2 separate regions of the Mus musculus genome follow, and region 2 is linked to region 1. A link is a contact called in public ChIA-PET data. All regions are on one chromosome and are shown on one strand. The core of a region is the stretch at or near the end of the contact, and the rest is flanking DNA. Distances in the headings are between cores, read along the strand shown.

Evidence for each region. ChIA-PET counts read pairs in DNA pulled down with a chosen protein or histone mark.
Region 2: an RNA polymerase II ChIA-PET map of effector CD8 T cells shows a contact between it and region 1, with 31 read pairs. The contact joins two enhancer-like sites. A contact is called at or near these places in 2 of 115 datasets of contacts at active chromatin or transcription factors (effector CD8 T cells and memory CD8 T cells) and 1 of 9 other capture datasets (adipose tissue).

What each region holds. Positions count from the first base shown.
Region 1 is chr10:41,593,125-41,597,826 of GRCm38.p6, forward strand. All of the region lies in intron 30 of Ccdc162 (coiled-coil domain containing 162), which reads right to left. Among named protein-coding and RNA genes, the nearest start is that of 5730435O14Rik, 27 kb to the left of the region's middle. Within about 2 kb of position 2,672, at least 131 of the 459 cell types and tissues checked have an H3K27ac peak or open chromatin away from gene starts, as enhancers often do. A contact at or near this core is called in effector CD8 T cells and memory CD8 T cells, where this site is marked.
Region 2 is chr10:41,750,386-41,755,087 of GRCm38.p6, forward strand. The region is part of intron 2 of Cep57l1 (centrosomal protein 57-like 1); the gene reads right to left. The region is part of intron 1 of BC048559 (cDNA sequence BC048559); the gene reads left to right. Among named protein-coding and RNA genes, the nearest start is that of BC048559, 6.0 kb to the left of the region's middle. Within about 2 kb of position 1,881, at least 76 of the 459 cell types and tissues checked have an H3K27ac peak or open chromatin away from gene starts, as enhancers often do. A contact at or near this core is called in effector CD8 T cells and memory CD8 T cells, where this site is marked.

The DNA of each region.
Region 1 (4,702 bases), core at 1,422-3,921:
TTAGGGGGTGAAACTGGGGGGGGGATAAAGGGTGGGAAGAAGAAGAACCTACAAAGTAGCAAATCCATTTCACAGGCTGGAGTCTCAAACCGAATCAAACAGGAAGGGGAGAAAGCAAGGTAAACACCAGCATTCATCTTCTGGCTGCAGATTGCACTGTGACCATCCCCCTCCATCCTCCAACCCCATCCCCCATTCCCCACATCCCCTCCCCTTCCACACTTCACTTGGCATGATAGACTTTATTTACCCTCAAACTGTAGGTCAAAATAAGCTTTTCCCTTGTTAAGTAATTTTTGTCATGTATTTTGTCAGAGCAATGAAAAAGAAACTAATACCCTTTTAGCACTAGGTAGACCTTCCTTTACTTCAACCCTCTCCATTGGAGACTATTCTAGTGAATATTTATTTATTTATTTATTCAGGGTTTCTTTGTGTAGTCCTGGCTGTCCTGGAACTCACTCTGTAGACCAGGCTGGTCTCGAACTCAAAAATCTGCCTGCCTCTGCCTCCCGAGCCTGGCTAACATTTATTATTATGCTAAATAATTTTATGTCAACCTTTCACAAGCTGCAGTTATTTGGGAAGAGGGAATCTCAAATAAGAAAATCCCCCCAAGCAGATTGGCCTGTGGGCAAGCCTGTGGTACTTTTTTTTTTTTTTTAATTGGGAGGGTGGTGCCACCCCTGGATTGGTGGCCCTGGGTTCTGTAAGAAAGCAGGTTGAGCAAGCCATGAAGAGCAAGCCCATAAAGAGCACCCTTCCATGACTCTACATCAGCTCCTGCCTCCAGGTACCTGCCCTAAATTCCTGTCCTGACATCCCTGCATGATGGTACAGGGGTAAGCTAAAATAAGCCCTTCCTCCCAAGTTGCTTTTGGTCATGATGTTTTATGTCAGCAATAGAAACCATAACTAAGAATATTAGTTTCCTATTTTATTTATTCTTGTTGTTGTTGTTTTGCTTTGAGATAGGATCTGACACAGCTCAGGCTGGCTTAGAACTCACTGTGTACAGAATGCCTGATCCTTCTACCTTCCAAGTTCTGAGACAACAGATAAACACTACCTCACCTATTTTTGTTCTGGGGAGACACAATCTTTTTATGTTGCTCTGGTTACCCTGGTATTGACTATGTAGCCCAGGCTGGCCTCAAATTCACAGCATCTCTTTTTCCTCAGCCTTCTAAGATTACAGGCATATGCAACCACATCTGACTGGTATTTTCCAATTTTTAAAAAAGATTTATTTATTATATGTAAGTTCACTGTAGCCGTCTTCAGACACTCCAGAAGAGGGCATCAGATCTCGTTACGGATGGTTGTGAGCCACCATATAGTTGCTGGGATTTGAACTCAGGACCTTCAGAAGAGCAGTCGGTACTCTTAACCACTGAGCCATCTCGCCAGCCCCGGTATTTTCCAATTTTAAAAGAAATTGTATATAATGTTTAACCCACGCTTTAGGCTGCAGGAAGGGATACAGAATGAGGAGTCAGATAGGAAGTGTGACTCCAAGTTCTACCACAGCAACCGCTGTGGCCTCGGGAAGTTACAAAACTTCTCTGTATTTCTCTTTCCTTTTCTGTAAAGGCAGGGAAAAAAAAATCATAGCCTACAGACTTGGCAACCAAAACCAGGCTCATTGCAACCTGGTTCTAAGACTCCAGTTCAAACAAAAGAAAAAAGAATGAAAGAAGAGAAAAGATTAGAAAAGACAAGAATAATGTTACCATTTTTTTGCTACATTTATTTAGGCAAATGTGTGTGTATGTTTCATTGTAACTTTGGAAATATTGTGACAAGTCTTTCAGAATCTCAGTTGGCAAAGCCTGGCCAGGATATGTAAGTCTGCAGGCCCCAACAACATTTAATTCTTCAAACATTTCTGGCATACCCTGTATGCTTTCTTATCAACACATGGCTGGGGGCTCCTAGGAAGCCAGCCCTGCCTCATGGGCGAGAACTGCCAACAGCCTGATACCAGGCAGGCTGCTTCCAACCTGGACCTCAGAAAGCGAGGAACACTCAGATGTGTGCTGGAGCTTTCCCCTAGAAGCAAGGATATAACAAAACTTGCTCTGACAGGCCAGGCACACTTATGGCTCTGCATTCCTCAAATACTAGAGACTGGGGCCATGGCCATGTGCCAAGACCATGTTGCATGAAACCCTCAGATGGTCTTAAGCCAGGTGCTGACATTTGAATGATTAGAGACACTTAAAACAGGCCAGCATAAAAATAAGTCTAAGATTTAAAAATGAAACAAACTGAAGAAGAGCCAGGGAAATGAAGCTGGTGCTGTCCACCCGTGCGCCCTGCAGCTCCCAGAGGAGGTTTGCTGGGGGGAGAGCATCCTTGGGATGGTTCCCCTTTCTCCTCCCCCGACCACCCCAATGGCAACAGCACACAGAGGGTAGAAACACCTTTTACACCATTCATCCTCTTCCACAAGGTGCCTCTGAAGGACACTCTCCACCCCTACAAACAATCTTACCCTCAGGAAGGTAATGGATCAGGAGTTAGACAACTCCTCAACAGACAGAGGCAAATGTTGGGCCCTAGACAGCTTGACTCTGACCTATTAGGAAACAGCTACAGAGTCTCATCAGGTTTCCCCCACTGACCTCAAGAGCAGGTGGGGGAGGGTAGTATGAAATATGTCAGACAACTTCCTCTCTCTGTCTCTTCTATGTGGGTTGAGGGTGACAGGCAACTTTAGGTGCCCTGCGTCCTTCCTGTTTCCCCGAGGCTGCTGAAACATGCTCCGTTCACTCCAGGAAGGAGCTTAGAACTTTCTTTTCAAACTCACATGGAACCTTTCCCTTGCAGGCGCAGATCCTTCTCTGGGTCAGAGAGCCCTGCTTGCTCAGGTAAAGTCTGAGATGACCCATGGAAGTTTACCTGAGTCCTGACTCTGGACTATATAAACATTTCCCTTCATTTGCAGGGTCAGTGCTACCTCAGATGATGGGGAAGGGTGACATTCCCCCTTCAGCCTTTATCCCTACCCTTTAGCCTTCTCTTCTGAGTCCCCTCTCTGCCATGAAGCTGCCCAGAAACTACCATAGTTCACAGGTGTTGAAGCTAAATATACTAAGGCTCTGAATCTACTGAGTAATTGATTCCACATACACGTGAAAGGAAGTGTTCTGGGAGAGGAAAAAAAAAAGACCAGGAAGATGGACCAATAAAGACCACCATGTGTGCCACCTGGGTGGTTTCTGATAGGTTACCTCCACTGATGAAACAACCCAATTCAAATAACCGAATTGAAAAACATGAAAGGCAAGTTGACTGGAGTCACCTCTTGGGTGGGTTCACTGATCTCACAGGGTGGGTCAGAGAAGTCACCATTCTGGCAGGGAGACAGAGGGGAGGGGGACAAGAAAGGAAAAGTGCACGTATGGAGAAAGACGCTGAGAGCAGGAGAGAAAGAAAAACCAGCATGTGTGTGCTATTGTTGGCTTTTAAAAGTCTTATGTATCTGAGTACACTGTAGGTGTCTTCAGACACACCAGAAGAGGGCATCGGGTCACATTAAAGGTGGTTGTGAGCCACCATGTGGTTGCCGGGAGTTGAACTCAGGACCTCTGGAAGAGCAGTCAGTGCTCTTAACCACTGAGCCATCTCTCTAGCCCATGAACCTCTGGGGAAAGCCCAGCCCCTGGGCTGGAGAGGTCATTCAGGGTAGAGGGTATTGTATGCCAGCCATATCCTGTAACAGATGGAGACCGAGGGATGCTGGGAGAACCTGAAGGTCATGTCTACTTTGGTATGTTAGCCCCTTGTCTCAGGTATGAAACCCAACAGTTTCTTCTGAGAAGGACATTGAAAGCAGGCAGTAGGACACTCAGTCTCCAGCCCATTCCTGGTCACGCTGTGAGGGCAACTGTTGGGAAGCAGAGTGGTTTCCCTAAAACAGGACCAGACAGAACCCTCTATGGCTGGAACCAAACCACAACGGAAGAAAGAACAAACCCTTGGGCTTTCAGAGTAAAGGTCAATTCAGTGGCCAACTTGGTGACTATCTAGCAGTCTTTACAGCTTTACAGCTCACAAACTAAACTAAGCTACAGATCCAAAGCTGTTTGTCAATAAAAAGTAAGAAAGTCAGCATGAAGCTTTGCACTCTGCTAAATTTATATTCTAAACCCAAGGACTGTTGGCAGAAACAAGCAAATGCTAAGTAAAAGAATATGTTCACTCACTATAATTCCCTGAGATATTCTCTATGGATTCTGTATGGATACACCGTGCTAAGGGTGGGAAACACGTGTAATCTCTGCTACAGCCCGTTGGGCCCCTTCTTGGCTGAATTCATCTCACACTGGAGATGAATTGGACAAAGTTGGTAAGTTTTGGTAATTTAGGAGTAACTGGAGCTGGCTGCGGGTGGGGGGAGGCTCATGACTGTAATCTGGGCACTAGAAGGCTGGTCCAAACTCAAGGCTGTCCTGTTTACAGAGCAAGTTCCAGGCTAACAAGGGATACAAATTAAGACTTTCTTTCAAAACGAAATAAAAGGATCATTAGAGTTGGACTGGTGAATAGGCTGACGGCTCAGGAGGCTAACTAAGATAGAAGGATCCCAGGTTCAAGGCCTGCTTTGGCTACTCAGTTTCATGATTTCCTAGGGTACATAGCAAGATACTAGTTCTGTTGCTGATGCCCTTTAATTAAAAGCAACAGGCTTTTAACA
Region 2 (4,702 bases), core at 631-3,130, 160 kb after region 1:
TTGTTGCCTTGTCTGCTCTGGGGACTCTGTATCAGGCCCCTCTTGCTCCAACATAACATGAGCATAACGTTAACATAACGTACCTGAAGGACAGCCTCAGCTCCAGAACCCAGGGGGACCTGTGAAATCTTTCCTGACACTTCACTCCACTCTGAAATTCACATTTCCTGCTTGCTTGCTTGCTTCCCTCCCTCCCTCCCTCCCTTCTGTGGTGGCTGGTCCCAAGAATACTCTGAACACTGCACCTCCATGACGGGGCCGGCTTCCTGTCACTCCAAGCCCAGCCACCGTGCCTCCTCACCATTCCTTGCTGCATCTACATTCCTCCTTCATAAAGTCTGCATCTTAAAGTCCAGATTAGTTAGCATTAGGGCAAATTTTATTAATTTTTGCATCATAATATCTCTCTTACATTCTTTTAAAAGTTAATTGTGCAGGAGCTGGAGAGATGGCTCAGCTTTTAAGAGCACTTGCTGTACTGCAAAAGATCTGAGTTCTGTTCCCAGCACTTAAACATCAGATGGCTCCCAACCCCCTGGAACTCTAAGTCCATGGGATCAGCTATGTTCTTCTGGCCTCTATGGCCTCCACCTACATTCCTGTACATACACACATACATACAAATGGAAAATAATGTAAGTCTTGAGCAGTCTTAAGAAGAAAGGTAACGCTGCTGTCTGGTTCTGGGTTGGAAGCACTATGATGCTCTCTCTATCTTCCACCTTCCCAGCATGGCTGGCTGGCTGTCTCTCTGGGGACTATTGTAGCTTTGCAGTAACTGTCATGGTGTGTTTAGGTGTGACTCTCTTTTTCCATAGCCCTATTTGGGATTTATTTATCTTCTAAAACCTTCCTACATCAGTGTGAGAAATGTCCCAGCTGTCACTGATTTTGACTATTGCTTCTCTGTGGGATGGTAAAACCATGACAAGAAGCTTGGTAAGGTAGAGTGGGTCTGAGACCCAGAGACCTGGTGGACATATACCTGAGATTTAGGCAACTCCACCGCTCCCTGCCAGATTCCAGGCCTGGAATACAAGTCGCACTCGACACATAAGGAAGCTTGATCTGTGGTCATGTAGGCACAGAACAGAGTTCTCCATGCTAATGAAGTACCTACAGGCCCTGAGGGTTTAGCCAATAAGCTTCCCTTTCCAGACATTCTATCTCCCAGCAAAAGGTATTTAATCTCGGGTCCACCCGAGAAGTTGGCATGGTACGGTATGTATCCATTTTCCACGATGAGCAGTCGTCAATAAACAGCTTAGAACAGTGGACTGTCTCTTTCATCAAGATCTGCCGTGGGGAGCCATGAAGAAGGCATTTGACTACCGCGCTTAATTCTCCTGTAGAAGGCTTCTCTGCGCTTCAAGCCACAACCACCACAAAGCTAAGGACAATCACTGCTGAGTTAAACCAGAGCTCCCCTTGGTCCCCACCCCAGACTAGATGCTGTCCTCAGCCCGCAGGCCCCTGACTCTGTTCCCAACTCCTCGAGACTCAGTGACACCCAGATGCCCATGAGTTTGGGTGCCCCCAGTCCCAGCCCCATTGAGGCCCTGTGGACCCCCAATACTTTGTTCCTGATTTCCGGGGGCCCAGAAGTCAGCTTCGGCCTTCTCATACCTCAGCCTGCACTTCCACTCTGGGAGTGGCGTCTCTGCTTCCTTGAAGCCCAGCACCTGCCTCAGCGTCTGAGTCAGCTCTGTGGGAAGCGCAGCCAAACTCCCTGCAGAGGCAGGCGGAACAGGACGGTTTTTCTCTAATCTCACTGGACATGACTTCACTTTCTTAGAGGTTGCTGAGTTTGAGTCTCAGTCACTCACTCTCCAGCAAGCCAAGAATGCTCTAACTTTTAGGAGGTAATCACTGGGGGCGGGCTTTGAGAGGAGCGCCTAGCCACACTTCCTGTTCTACTTCCTGTTCCTAACTGCTGGGTGGGCCTCAAGCTCCAGCCGCCTTGCCCCCCCGACCTTGGTGGGCTCTGTCCTCTGGAATGGTAAACAGAAGCAAAGCCGTCATTCTAAAAGTAGCTTGCTAGCAGCATATTCTTACAGAAAAGTCTCTCGACAAACTTACTTTTCTTTGATAATTTGAGAACTCAATCTCTGTCATGTGTGGGGTCTGCTACCTGTTTGCAGTGGCTGGTTAATTTATGGTCAGCGATTTCGTTTTTGTGAGTGGGTCTTGCTCAAAGCACCCAGATCATGAACTTAAGAGCCTCCCTCCTCAGCCTCCGGAGAGCAGGGATTACAGGTGTGATCACAGTGCATCTTGGAATTTCCATTTCATATGTCTTCATTTTTTGCATTACAGCCAGGCCTTGCACATCCCTAACTGGTACTCCACCAGTGAGCCTTATTGTAGAATTCTTGGTTTTCAATTAATTTCATAGAACTGAGGAATTCTTTGAAGTTCATGTTTAAATCATTCTGGGAATGTCGCTCAATGGTGGAGTGCTTCCTACCATGTGAAAGCCCTTGCTCTGACTTCCTACGTCACACACAAAAAAGACTCTTCTGCAAAGGTGATTTATGCTCATTCCCGATAGGTCTCTGCAATACCCAAACCCCATTAAAACAAACTTTTAGGTGGAGACCTTGGGGGTGGGGGTGGGAGGCTGGGCACAAATTCAGACACAGCAAGGGCTGTGATGGGAAGTTCTCAGGACAGGTCTATATTGGGGATTGGTTCCAATGCTTTGAAATAACCTGGTCCTCAAATTGGGAATCTGCATGTCCAAATGCTGAAGGTCCTTGTCCCCGATTGGTTTTTGATCGATTAATAAAGATACCAGCGGCCAATGGCTGGGCAAAGGGATATGGGGCAAGACCCTTAGATTTGCATGGGCTAGGGCGAGAGGTGGGGGAGGGAGGAGAAGGAAGACTTGGGGGAGAAGGATGGGACATAAGAGCTGCAGGAGAGAAAGCCAACAAGCCATGTAAGAATGCAGGAAAGTGGCCAATTCGGGGATTAGGGTGACAGGCGGAAGTTTAGGAGTCTCAGGAATACTGCAGGAGGTCATTTGCTATTAAGGGAAGGTTTAGGAGTGCCCAGCCTTTGAGCTAGTCACACATGTCAAAAATTAGATGGTGTATGTGTGTGTGTGTGTACGCGCCTGCATGCATTCGACCCACTGGGAGCCAAGTGGTGCAACCCTTTACAGCTACAGGTGTACTCATTGTAAAGCCAGGGATAAACATGGGAGTGCATGCGGGTCTGAAGTTGGTCTCAAGAGCTGGTTATTTTCATAAACCATCCATGCAATGTTTGACACTTTAGGCATCCTTTCTGTATACTGTCAGGTTTGAACTTCTGACTCAGCCAAGAATAAGGCTTCTCTTTGCCATGCAAGCAGCTTCCTCTTAAAGCCCACGATCTGAGCCTCGAAGGACCAGAAGACACCTTCAGCAGCAGACAGGGCTCACCTGCCCTGTGCAGATGCACTTTCTTATTATCTGGACAGTCATATTGTTCTCTTACTTTGGTGCCAATTCAGTCATGCTATTAAAAAAATATTCTACAAGTTTTTATACAGTATTTTCCCATATTTTTGCCAGAGAAATTTCTATCTAATTTGTATATTGCTTGAGAAAATTGTTTTAAAATCCTTTAAAGATACCAGCTGTTCCAGACAAATCCTCTTTGGTCGCACGCTGGGGATATTTACAGGTCAAAGCTTTTCTGCCTCCTTCCTGCTCTAATTCCACACTTACTGCACATTATAAAATGTGCTCTCCTTCTACCTCAATTAAATAAATGCTATGATTGACCATTCACTAAACAGCTCATTCCCAGGAAAACAGATTATACTGTAAACAACCCATAGACTAAGAAGTGTCAGAACATTAATTATATACGGAAGTGTAACTGCAAGTTTAAAAAGTATGCAGTGGCTGGGTGTTGGTTGCGCACGCCTTTAATCCCAGCACTTGGGAGGCAGAGGCAGGCGGATTTCTGAGTTCAAGGCCAGCCTGATCTACAGAGTGAGTTCTAGGATAGCCAGAGCTACACAGAGAAACCCTGTCTCGGAAAACAAAAAAAAGTATGCAGTGACTTTATAGAACTACGCATCATGTCCATTAAATTCCAGAAACTCAGATGCAACCCTTCAATGACTTTTACATAAAAGGTGTTATAGGATCAGATTATCTTACATTTACTATATTTATATGCAAATATATTTAATGATCTTATGACATTGAAAATCATCATTAACTTTAAAACTAGCATTTGTACATTTGAAAGAAAAAAAAGTCCCCATCATAGGAAGATGGATCCTGGCAAGAAACATCAGTAGGTAATAAATTCAGAGCAAACTTTTGACTAGGTGGGATCTTTTGCATGGTCCTATAATGAAGTCACATTGGTTGCTAATAATATGCAGGAAAAGTTATACAGAAAAATTAACTAAGGCTGTTCAGATGATCATCATCACCTGTGAGAAGCATCACCACTCGCGGCTGATGGGAAGTCCTGAGAAGCACACAACCGCACCGAGCTGGCCAGGGATGCAGAGCAGAGGCATTACAAAGGCCTCAAATGGCAGTCTTTCAGCTTTTAAAAGGGAGGAGGTGAGTGGTAACTGTCAGTGTCATAAAGGACAGTTATGCGTCCAGACATGCATTCAGAAGAACTGAGAGCAGCCCCTCAAGAGGGCCCAAGTATACTTCTCACTCTAACACTAGTCTAGACCAAAGCA